Linked DNA regions of Danio rerio: region 1 is linked to region 2. The links are chromatin contacts, called in public Hi-C maps. All regions are on one chromosome and are shown on one strand. Each heading gives the region's core, a stretch centred on a gene start, on an enhancer-like site or on the middle of the called end of the contact. The rest is flanking DNA. Distances are from core to core; before and after follow the strand shown. Region 1 has its middle 65 kb from the start of impdh1a. Region 2 overlaps frmd4a (FERM domain containing 4A).

Region 1 (6,618 bases), core at 2,648-5,147, 190 kb before region 2:
AAGGAAAGTGTTACTGCTTCAAATTATGGCAACAGATCTCTTTTCCAAAGGACAAGAAATGGCTTCATAAAAATGATGAGTTTGGTCAGGCTTTTGAGCTCAGTCTGGGATACATATTTCATACATAGTGGCGAAGTTGGGAGAATTTTTTTTTTATTCAGAGCACAGACTAGGTTCACCTAGTACTAAAACCCTCTAGTTTTACTTATTTATAGAGGATCTATCTATCTATCTATCTATCTATCTATCTATCTATCTATCTATCTATCTATCTATCTATCTATCTATCTATCTATCTATCTATCTATCTATCTATCTATCTATCTATCTATCTATCTATCTATCTATCTGTCTGTCTGTCTGTCTGTCTATCTTTCTGTCTGTCTGTCTGTCTGTCTGTCTGTCTGTCTGTCTGTCTGTCTGTCTGTCTATCTATCTATCTGTGTATCTAGTCTTTCTGATTGTCATTCATTTGTCTGTTTATTCATTCATTCATCGTTTACCTATAAATCAATATATTGTTTTATTAATTAATTAATCCATCAGACAGTCAATCCGTCTATCCATCCATCAGTCTCTCTTTCAACTCATCTATCCATACATTTTTCTATTTCTGGCTCTGTCTGTTTGTGTTTCTCTCCATCCAACCATCCAATTATTATTCCATTGAAATGCTTATCAATCTGCACCCATATATCTGTTTTTCATCCATCTATCATATCCACCCATCAATCCATCCATCCATCATCCATCATCCATCCATTCACAATGTCTATTGTTCCATCTGTTTCTCAGTCTATATACACACCTATTTTTCCATCCAATCGTCCATCTATCCATTCCTTCATTCGTCCATCTATATGTCTATCATTACATTCACGCATCCATACATCTGTTGTTCCATCCATCCATTCATCCATCCATCTATTCATCCATCCATCCATCCATCCATCCATCCATCCACCCATCTAGTCTCATTCTATCCATCCAACCATCCATCCACCCATCCATATGGCTATTGTCCCACGTGTCTCTGTCTTTCCATATATATATTGTTCCATCCATCCATCCATCCATCCACCAATCCATCCATCCATCCATCCATCCATCCCGCCATCCATCCATTTAACCAGTCTCAGTCTATCCATCCATCTATGTATATTATTCCATGTTTTTCAGTATATGTATACGCTCAATATTCCATCCATTATCCATCCACCCATTCATCCACCCGTCTATCCATCCATCCTCTCATTCTATCTATTCATCCCTCCATCCATCCATTTAAACTGTCTCAGTCTATCCATCCATCTGTCTATTAATCTGTTTTTCTGGTGTATCTAAAGGCTCATTGTTTCATCCATTCCTCCATCTATCCAATCTCATTCTATTCATCCATCCATCTTGTCTCATTCCATCCACCATCCATCTTGTCTCATTCTATCATACATCCCTCCTTCCATCCATACATCCATCCATCTATCCAGTCTCATTCTGTCCATCTATTCATCCATCCATCCATCCATCCATCCATCCATTCATCCATCCTCTGTAACACCTATAAATCCTACAAATGAAAGTCTTTTTAAATGTCTGCCAACACTTTTAAAAATGTGAAACATGAAACCACCTATTTAGATATCTTTATCAGATATCAGGATCGGTATTCTACTACAAAAGTAGTTAAATTTACAATCTTTACTGATTAATTTTAGGTCATGAAATTTAGGTTCAGATATAAACCTAAGCGTTTGCAAAAAAGACTTAAGAAAACAAGCTCAGTTAGCCTGTAAACATGTTTTAACAGGTTAAGCAGCATCATGTGACTTGCTTTTTTAAATAATGTCATTATCTTAAAATAGCAATGCATTTTGAGTCTGTCTACTGTATGACAATGGATGAAATCCTTTGCCAGTATGGGAAGTAATGCCAGACTCTCAGGGGAGTTTTATTTCATTATTTCCTCTTTTATCTCCTTAAATGCATTGCAATACTCACTCTGTGGGATAACAGTAATCTCTCCATTATGGGAGGGGATGGTTTTCTATTAATTGAATCCTGTGGTACTCGGAGAGAGGAGCAGATGACGCAACATGTTGAAGTTCTGTCTTCTCACTTGTACATTCATGCAGAGACTCACCATGTGTCGGTTCTACAGGGGACAGAAATCAAGTCTTGAGCCCAATAAGTCACAGTTTGAGTTTTGTTCTCATGGTTTAACAGTGATTTTTTTTTATAATAGTCTTGCTTTAAGACCCAGATTTCCATTACATTCTGTGCAGTACCGAAGTGTCACTTTATTTTAGTGTCAAAAAGGAAACCAGTGTTCTTAAAAAATAGGTGAATAAAAATATATTTACTTTTTAGATCTCAAAGGTTTAAGTGCAAATACTTTTCTAGATTATTCATTTGACTAAGACTGGAAATTTATTTAAATAATTAAAATTTAATTGATTTTGATTGATTTTGTGAATTAGAATTTTATTTATTTCAATCACATTTTAGATTATTTGCTATGTTGTTTGATCATATTTTGTATTAAATGCTTTATTCTTATACTTTTGTTTCAAATTATATTTGCATTTTTAAAATGTGACTTCTACTCCAAAAATCCCATAGACCTTTTAGCACTCCCTAAATCCCAGATAGAAAACCTTCTCTATAATCCATCGTTCATCTAGATCAATGGTTCTCAAACTGTGGTACGTGTAAGAGTGGTACGCGGGCTTCCTTTTAGTTGTACGTGGAGGAATATGTCATATATCCATGCAAAATATATTTTAAAAACTTTTATTACAAATTATTTATATATGAATATGATTACTATATTTATGAGGTCCAAGCAACGTATCCAGGTTTTGATGAATAGTCGACTATATGTTAACACATTACATTTAAGTCCAAGAGTGTTTTTTTTTTTTTTCAAACTATAGACTTCCATTTTAATTTAACTTTTAAATTAATGTTGACATTTTATTTTGTTAGTTTTTTACCTGTAAGCACAGGGCAGTGTTAATGTTCAAACTATTTATAATGTTTAAAGTGGCTGACAATAATAAATATTCTTAATAATAGGAATTAATCTGCCTGTTTTTTGAACTGTGCAGAGCTGTAGCTGCTTAATTAGGCCTACTACGCTACTGTATTTCAATACTGTTTATTATGGTGGTACTTGGAGAGACAATTTTTTTCTGAGGTCGTACTTGATGACAAAAGTTTGAGAACCGCTGATCTAGATTAATACATGTAAGTGTAATTGGCCATCAAAGGTAAAATTTAACACCTAATTTTACCTTCCTAATCAGATATTTATTTGCATTCAGCCTTTGCATGCCCTCTATTTGGGCATCGCAACCCACTACTTTATTCACAGTGCGTAAGAAATGACTGCATCTGATGATGTTATTGAATACAGTGATGACGTAAATGGTGGATGCAGCACAGATAGATTTCGAGCCTTGGAAATGGGCAGAATAGCCTGAAAAATCATGTTTTGCCATTAGCTGTATGAATGGACGTCACACAGAGCAGAAACTGGCTGGCTGTCCTTCTTTTTGTTTGTGCTTATGTGTGTGTGTGTGTGTGTTTGCATGTTTGCCCTGGCACTGGAGGCGGGAGAGAGACGGAGATCAGAGATGACGGACAGACCGCACTGTCCCGCTTCCCGCTTGTTTCCTGCTGTCTCCCACCCCCACTGAACCAAAAAAACAACAACAGCAACAACAACAACAAAAAAAAAACGCAGTGAGGAGCGAAGAAGAAACACAGATGCAGCCATCACTGCTTGCCGTCTGGAAAGCCAGGCAGGGGTTGCCCTTGACGACAGTTGCTAGGCGACTGCAGAGCGAGTGACTTCATACTTTAGTGTTTGCAGGGTCTCCTTCACACAAATGCAAGTCCTGCTTTACTGGGGCTTTTCATCACCTATAATGATATATGAAAGCAAGACCTGCAGGAACACAATGCGATTGTAAAAGTGCAGTGAGATTGTAAAAAAGCAATGAAAGAACTTAAGTGAGTCACACTCCATAACAATGAGGTGACGCCTTTTTCTTTTATGATATGTTGGAAACTTGAAAGTTTGTGTCTTCCGATTTGAACATAGAACTGCAATATTGGCTGGTTTTAGCTGGTTGACCAGGCTGGTTTTAGAGGGGTTTTGGCCATTTCCAGGCTGGTTTCCAGCCATTTCCAGCCTGGTCTTTGCTGGTCAGGCTGGAAAATGACCAGCTAAATCCAGCTAAAACCAGCTTGACCAGCCTGGTTTAAGCTGGATATAGCTGGTTTTGGCTGGACTCCCAGCTTGGCTAGGCTGGTCAAGCTGGTTTTAGCTGGTCATCTCCCAGCCTGACCAGCTAAGACCAGGCTGTAAATGGCTGGAAACCAGCCTGGAAGTGGCCAAAACCCCTCTAAAACCAGCCTGGTCGACCAGCTAAAACCAGCCAACCAGCCTAGGCTGGTTTAAGCTGAATTTTTCAGCAGGGATAATTATATATATTTATATTTTCACATATTATCAAAATATATCTATACTGTATATATCATCAATGAATAGTTGTTTCACTGTTGACCCACCTAAAACTATTGTATAAAATTATCATCATCAAAATAAGTTCTCTATCACCAATCCACCTAAAAATGATTGCTTAAAAATTATTACAGAAAATGTGCAGCTGCCAACCAGAAAATCCTATAATTGTCCCTGTGCTTTAGTTAAAATGATGAGAGATTGAGACTGGTAGAAGCTGAGAGCAAAGCAAACAGCATCTCCATTGTGCATTTACTCAGAGCCATCAGGGATATGAATGAATGACCAAAGTTGTGCAGGGATTTCATCATGAACTTCCAATCGATTTGCTAGTTCATACATGTGTGCTCCACATATTCCACACGTGTTTGTTTGTGTTTGTATGTATGTATGTGTGTGTGTGTGTGTTTGTGTGTGTGTGTGTGTGTGTGTGTGGGGAGCAAGAGCAGACATGTTAATGCTCTTCAAACAAGCCCAATGCCGTGCAGTTATCAATAACACACACACACACACACACACGCACACACAAACACACACGTGCAGCCCTGAGGGTGTGAATCTGCTCAGAGATAATATGACAGGTCTGCTGTGCTCGTCATTGATCCTCACTTTAACGCATCGATTCTGCCACAGCCTATTGTTGTCAATGGTTGCTATGGCGACTGAGCTGCTCATGCACGTTTTCTTTGTAGATTTAAAGGTGCCATATAGTGAAAATCTGGATATACCTAGACATAGTTGACCATTCAGTACATGGAAATGGCATACCATGAGCAGGGCTGGGGGATTTTACTATTCAAATAGTTTTAATAGTCAAAACAAAAATATTTAAACAACACATCTGATCTCTTTATAATTAAATAAACATAAGTGTTTAAGAGATTCTTAAACTTGATCAATAAAATGTTTCAAAGTGTGTCCAATGGTAAAGGTAGATCAACATCTGTCAGGTGTCAATAATAATTATACAGTAAACCTCAAACTTTGTAAACAAAACAAATTATGATAACCAAATCTGAGCTTTCGAGTAAAATAACTTACCATCATTATTCAAATACACTATGCAACATTACAAATTGGGAAGTTGAATGACTACATTACCCCCTATGCTGAGAAATCTTTCAGATGGGGAGCTAGTGGATGGTACGCACAAGAAAAGAAACCAAAAAGCCACTCTGGCGACATCTTTACATTCTTTTTTATCTACAATCGCTTCACTGCTGCCATACGGCACTCATATTCATGTGTATTGTTATTCTGACCTGAAGTGACAAGCACGAGAGCGTGGTTTGGAAAAGTTCCGATGTTTTTCAACTAGGCACTCTTGGAAAATGCGTGCGCGTCACGTGTGCGCCACTTGCACACCACTCCAAGCTGTGCGCTCATTTCATAATAGCGATTCATAACGAAACTTCATACCAAACTTTTTTTTATTGTTATTGACAATAGTGTTCTGTCAATAAATGCCGATACCAATTTTATCGCCCAGCCCTAACCAGTAGTATCAAACACCATTGTTTCCTCATTCTCATTAAATCTATTACGATTTTTAAAGTTAGTTTCAGTCTGTTAGTTTTAAGGTTATCTATAAGCTAGTGTGTTCCCAATCAGTGACAACAATCGCCATTAGAAAACATAAAACTAATATAAACATGTAATGCTTGCAGTTTGTCACTTCCGCCTACATAGATCAACGATTTTTTTTTTTATCTCACCTCATACTTCAATTTCTCATTGAATCTTGACCAATCAAATGCTCTCTAGAATCTGGCATGCCCCGCTCCCTTCAAGAAGCTTCTCATTTGATGTGCTTGATCTCTGCTGCTCTCACTGGCAGAGCTGTGGTAAAAAAAATAATCTCTAGTTGGCTGTTTTTGTAAAGGGGAGGAGCTACTCTATGTCCCACCTTCTCTACATTTTTCTGTTTCATTACATCAAACATCGAATAACAATTGCACATTTCAAAGCACCTCACAAGACCTTTAAGTGTAAATTCCCAATGAAAAACAGGCAGATCGAAACAAAACATAGACTGTTACATCACACATGGGAGCATTAATATACACGTCCCAGCCTGCGTTTGATTGGCC
Region 2 (6,173 bases), core at 1,036-3,535:
ATGTAGATTTTTTGGATGCACAAATGGACACTGTCTTCGACTTTTTTTTTTATATATATAATTACCTTTTCGGGGTTTTCACCTTTGTTAGATAGGCTAGTAGAGAGAATTGACAGGAAAGCCTGGGGAGTAGAGAGAGGGGAAGGATTGGCATAAGACCGCGAGGTGGAGTTGAACTCGGTCCACTGAAAAGGACATGTGGTTTTCCTCCAGGTGCTCCGGTTTCCCCTAAAAGTCCAAAGACCTGCGCTATAAGTGAATTGGTTAAGCTAAATTGTCTGTAGTGTATGAGTGTGAATGGATGTTTCCCAGTCATAGGTTGCGGCTGGAAGGGCATCCTCTGCGTAAAAACATGCTTGGTAAGTTGGCGGTTCATTCCGCTGTGGTGACCCCTGATTAATAAGGAAACTAAGCGGAAAAGAAAATTAATAAATGGATGACATATATCAATTCAACTACCACCACCCCCTGCGGTCTCTTTAAATTGGCGTATCCAATAAATAGAATTTAACAGAAAAAACAGGAAAGAAAATTCACAAAAGTACAGTATCAAGAATGAGAGATCAATAGAACATAAGCCAATCATTCTGGGTCCTTATCGATGCTTTGTGCAATAAACAAGGAGATTTGGTCAGCAGCTACAGTCCAGATTTTCGCGAGAGCCTTCACAAGTTCACTCTAACTGTGGATAATTCCAACATTATAATGTCCCAGAGTTGTGCCAACAACTTGTACATGTCCAAGTTATGTAGAGAAAACCCATGCTGTGCTAATCTTTTTTTGTTGTTGTTGTTTTTTTTTTGTTGCAGATCTTAAGTTAGCCAGCTAGCCAAACAGCTTTTTTGTAACTTGGTAAAATTCAATGTAGAATCAACACTCAGTAATAATATTAAAGGTTTATCCTGTTTTGAATCTGAGGCATAGGTTTTTGCAGCTTCTTTTGAAAATAGTTCTGTGAGTAAAATCTCATTTTAATTTAAAGGGACAGTCACCAAAACGGATCAATTTGGATCAAAGCCTAAAAGGGGCAGTTTCACAGAGATAAAAATATTATTTGTGGGGAATTTTGATCTTCACATACACACTCAGAGACTTATTTTACGAATTGTAAAAGAGGCATGATAGCTCCCCTTTAAACAGCCAGCCATTGATTCAAAGTATGTGTCTTTGTGTATCGAGTACCATATAGGGTTCATTTTAAGTCCAGTGCATGGCTTATATACAGTATGTTTAAGGCTATCTGTACATATATGTGTTGACATGCATGTCTGTAATTGTTCATGTGTGAATTCCACGGCTTTAACAGAAAGGAAAAGCGCCTTGCTGAGAGCACTTGTTTATTTATGCTGATTTTGAGACGATTACTTATTTATGTGTTTGTTTGCAGTTGTACTTGCTGCTAACTCAAATCTGAGTGCCAAATGAAGCTTGTAAAATGGAAATTGTTTTCTTTTTGCGGCTTTTGACAGGGATATGACAGTAAGAGGATATTGGGAGTGTTTATAATGCCCTCTAGCGACTGCTTTATGAATCTGCATCCATAGTCTAGTGCAGATATGCCCAAACAAGGGCCAGCAGACCAAAGTTGGCCCCATGGTAACCTTTAATTTGACCCGCCACTTCAACAGAGCTTGTTATTTCTAGTTTTAGTGTAATTTTTTGGTTTGTTTAATTGTTGAGATACAAAAAAGCAAATTAAATTAAATGTTTCAATTAAATGTCTTCCATGAAGATGTGAGGATCCTTGATAAGCAAATCATCTGCATTCAATATATTCAGTGTTGAACACTACTGCGTTACGAATGGGACTGTTTTAATGTAAGAAGTTCATTATGAAATCTAATTACATAATTATTAATCAATCAAAGTATTTTTTCAATTTGTTTTCAAATATTTATAAATTAGGACATTACTGACTACTTTAATGTAATAGTTTGGTTTAACTTGTGTCTTTCAGTGAGCTCATTGAAACTGTGTAAATGGTTGATGAAGTGCAATTAGAATTGATTACTTGTACTGAAAACCTTTAAATCATATTCATAATAACCTGTGATTGGTTGTTTTAGTCAGTGAATTGGTTATATTATTTAAGTGACTACTTCTGTTTTTACTTTGCCATTGTGTTGATGTATACGTTTCCTCTTTTGCAGGTTCTACATTGAAAGCATCTCTTACCTTAAGGATAATGCCACAATCGAGCTGTTCTTCCTCAATGCAAAGTCTTGCATCTATAAGGTACGTGTTTATCACTGGTCTACCACTAGAGAGCAGTATTAGCTACTGCCCCTTTGCTTCCTTGAGGTCTGGATGCAGACTTGGTGCATTTGCAAGCTGAGTTGCCTTTTTATGCCCACACCTAACTCCAATCCTAACCGCAACCCTCACAGTGACGTCATCAGCACCGTTGAGTGCATGGTGTCTGACATTGCAAGTGTGAGATATGCAGTGTCAGCTTGCAAATCCAAGTCTGCATCCAGGTACTATTGCTTTGGTCCTAAAATTCCAAATAATTATACAAATAAAACAACAATTGATGTGTGCCAAAGAGATGTAATAAATTAATAAAAGCATATGAATGAGTGTAAATATAAGCATCGTCATATGTGTTAAGGATCATTTGTATAGTAAAATATTAGCTAACCGAGCTGATTTTATATCCAAACATTACTCCTAGACAAAGGCTTCTTGAAATAATTAGTTTATACATATTATTTATATTAAAACTATATATATATATATATATATATATATATATATATATATATATATATGTAAATATGTCAGTCATGATTTTGCCAAGCACGATGTGATCCTAGCTGGATTAACATCTATATTGATCCTGGACCATCATTTTTGTTGTAAAATGTGATCCATACCTATTCCCTACCCCTAAACCCAACCATATTTGTAAATTATTCCCAAAAGCAGAGGGCAAAAATAGTTGGATAACAATTGTGTAGAAGTGCATAACCCTAACCAAATGCCTAAACTTAACATAAACAGTAAATGTATCCCTTAATTCTGATTGGCTGATTGGAATGTTGTCCCAGGATCAACATAGATGTTTATCCAGGAAAAGGTCCAAATTAGTGAAATCAGCTTGGCGTACATGTAAATATGTAGTGGGTGAGTTGTGCAGCATGGTGCATTACTAATCATAACTAGTATTGTAACTTCTGTCCCCACATCAGGAAATGATTTCTGACTGATCATGTGACACTGATGAATAAAGCTAAAAATGCTTAAAAATAATGATGATAATAATAATAATAATAATAATAATAATAATATTATTATTATTATTATTTTTATAAAACAGATTTTTTGTATTTTAAAATATATTCATTGTATTTTAAAATGCATGAAAGGTGCAGTAGATGATTGTCTTCAGAAACATCTAGTGTCGTGCTGTTTGAAAGTCTCTTCACATTCCATTAGTAATGATTAAAGTAAATGATCTAAATTTTATTATATTTATTTTTATATTCTGCACAAGGCATAAAACTAAAAAATGTTTATCCAATTAAATATTGTCGGACCGACATTACGACAGGTATCTCAAACTGTCTGTCAACAGAATTTGAATTTCTGCGCAGCCTCTTTAAGCAGACAGATAAGACACTCGCACACACACGTAAAGCACAGAACTATTGCTGACAGAGAGATGTCATTAGGCAAACTCTGCATCAATCTGAAATTCTTTCTGAAAGACCAACATAGCCTTGTATGCATGAAAAGAAAGATTGTTTCTGAAAGGGCTTCTGCCAAAAGTGCAGAATCAAAACTTTTCTAAACCCTGAATTAATATCTGAGTTACTTTTGCATGCTAGAGGGTAATCACGTTATGCAACGATCAGAAGGGTGACACCACAGCTGTCCTGCGCTCACTGACTGCATCGTGTCCCCCATTTTACTAGGGGATTAGGATTCACACAGACCACATGTTAAGCGCCCCCTGCTGGCCTCGCAAACACCACTTCCAACAGCAACCTAGTTTTCCCATGTGGTCTCCCATCCAGGTACTGACCAGGCTCAGCCCTGCTTAGCTTCAGTGAGTAACTGGTCTTGGCCTACAGGGTGATATGGCAGTGGTCTACTCTGGGTTTACTCCCCTCATATCTCCAAACTTACATTTGTAAAAAAAACTGTCTCTATCTATAGCCTTCAGTTTCAGGAAGTTTATTTATTGTCTTTACCAGTGGTGCGTAACGTCAAACATAGTTGCAGTTTAAAGAGTTGGTTTCAACTCAGGCTCTTAAAAAGATTTAATATGATTTGGAGTTTGAAACATTGACCTGTAGATGTTCAGAATAGTTTTGAACTGTCATTGTATGTGTGTTTTGATGGATAAGTGATGTTACCTGTTATTTGTTTGTTTATTAAACCCATGCTTACTGTCTTATCTTTGCCAGGAGACTTTTGTAGAAGAGATTTCTAATCTTAATGTGCTTTTCCTGGTGAAATAAAGGTTATAATAATATTAATAATAATCAGAATTTCTGCTATTTCATTTTTTCATCTTCTTTTTATAGTTTCCTTTTTCTAAAAACATTTGATATTTTTGTATGGGTGTTTGACTGGTCACATACCACACATTCCCACCATGAGCTCATTGCTTACAATTTAATTTTTCGTGTGTGTGTGTGTGTGTGTGTGCGCGCGTGTGTGTGTGTGTGTGTGTGTGTGTGTGTGTGTGTGTCTGTCTGTCTGTCTGTCTGTCTGTGTGTGTGTGTGTGTGTGTGACATTCCTGAAATTCTTATACTCAGCAAAGCTAATGAATCGCTCCATTTGACTTGGTCATTAAAGAAAAACGGACCCCCTACACTTCAATAACCCCCTCACCTAAAACCCATGTGTGCTTATGTGGCTTTGTCCTCCTATTGATTACACAGGAAATAGCTGGAGTGACATAGATAGACCCTTCAGTGATAAGTCAGCAGATCAGCTCATTAAAAGACGAGAGAGATAAGATAAGGGACAGATTAATGAAGATGTCCTGTCTGCTGTGATCCCCAACCTCTTTATTTAATCATTTAATTATTTATTTTTTACAGGAGCTCATAGAAGTGGACAGCGAGGTGGTGTTTGAACTAGCATCCTACATCTTACAGGTAAAATCTATTAGCATTTCTGCCCACCTACAGTTGAAGAATGATTAGCCCTCCTGTATATTTTTTCCCCCAATTTCTGTTTATTGTAGAGAGGATTTTTTCAACACATTTCTAAACATAATAGTTTAAATAACTCATTTCTAATAACTGATTTTTTAAAATCTTTGCCATGATGACAGCACATAATATTTTACTAGATATTTTACTAGTATTCAGCTTAAAATGACATTTAAAGGTTAAAAAGACCCAGTGAAGGACTTACAAACTGCCAAGAAATGGATACGCAATGCATTTGTCAACAAATCAGGTGAATCCAGCATGTCTGAAGATCAACTGCTGGAGATCAAAAATGACGATATTGCGTCTTTTCCGCTCACAAGTCTGTTATTTCCAATCAAAGTCTCTTTAAGGGGAGTAATTTACTTGGCAGCCATCTTGTTGGGGCATTCTGTCTGAATGGGGAAACATCAAACTCTCCAAAACTGTTTGCCAAGCTTACGATTACAGTAAATACAGTATTTGGAATCACCAATAAAATTAAACAACATCTGTCTCATAAGTTTAGCTTCTAAACGTTCAAATCAAAATAGGCATATTTTCAGGTTACGTGAGCTAATGAGCATGCGCACCCGTAATGAACAAGATCACAACACCAACCTCATTAATGGCAGTGGTATACATTATCATCCTCTGGATAATGATCGTCTGGTCGCACTGGTCTTCTGAAGTAATTTACAACTCGTCTTGATGGCGATTCTCCTCCAGAAATGACAGCGACGCTTTGTTTACAAATTTGTTGGTGATTTATTAGTTGCTGCTGTCATGTGATGTGCGTTTGACAAGATGGACTGTACCCCGCCTTCATTTCATATTTCATGCAGATTACAAAAGTAAAAACCTACGTGTTGTTTTTTTTTTTATTTAAAAGCACAGAGTTCAAACTTTATATGGATGTTTTTTTATGTCTGTGAAGCAGGTATTCGCAGAGATTCCAGTTTGTTTGTTGATCACCAAACTGTCGTAAAAACAGTTAGTTTCCCCCAGAGAAAAGTCAGTCTATA

Evidence for each region. Hi-C and Micro-C count contacts between places; a contact is called where the count stands out from the background.
Region 1: a Hi-C map of embryo shows a contact between it and region 2, with 2.4 times the contacts expected there. The contact joins two enhancer-like sites. A contact is called at or near these places in 4 of 18 Hi-C or Micro-C datasets (caudal fin, embryo, hematopoietic stem cells and 1 more).

The regions. Positions count from the first base shown.
Region 1 is chr18:9,971,475-9,978,092 of GRCz12tu, reverse strand. It overlaps a transcript of frmd4a not described here. Among named protein-coding and RNA genes, the nearest start is that of impdh1a, 65 kb to the left of the region's middle. Within about 2 kb of position 3,897, at least 9 of the 62 cell types and tissues checked have an H3K27ac peak or open chromatin away from gene starts, as enhancers often do.
Region 2 is chr18:9,775,358-9,781,530 of GRCz12tu, reverse strand. It overlaps frmd4a (FERM domain containing 4A), which reads left to right. Exons shown (of 22, transcript NM_001128535.1): 4 at 2,151-2,235; 5 at 5,056-5,112. Among named protein-coding and RNA genes, the nearest start is that of frmd4a, 28 kb to the left of the region's middle. Within about 2 kb of position 2,285, at least 4 of the 62 cell types and tissues checked have an H3K27ac peak or open chromatin away from gene starts, as enhancers often do.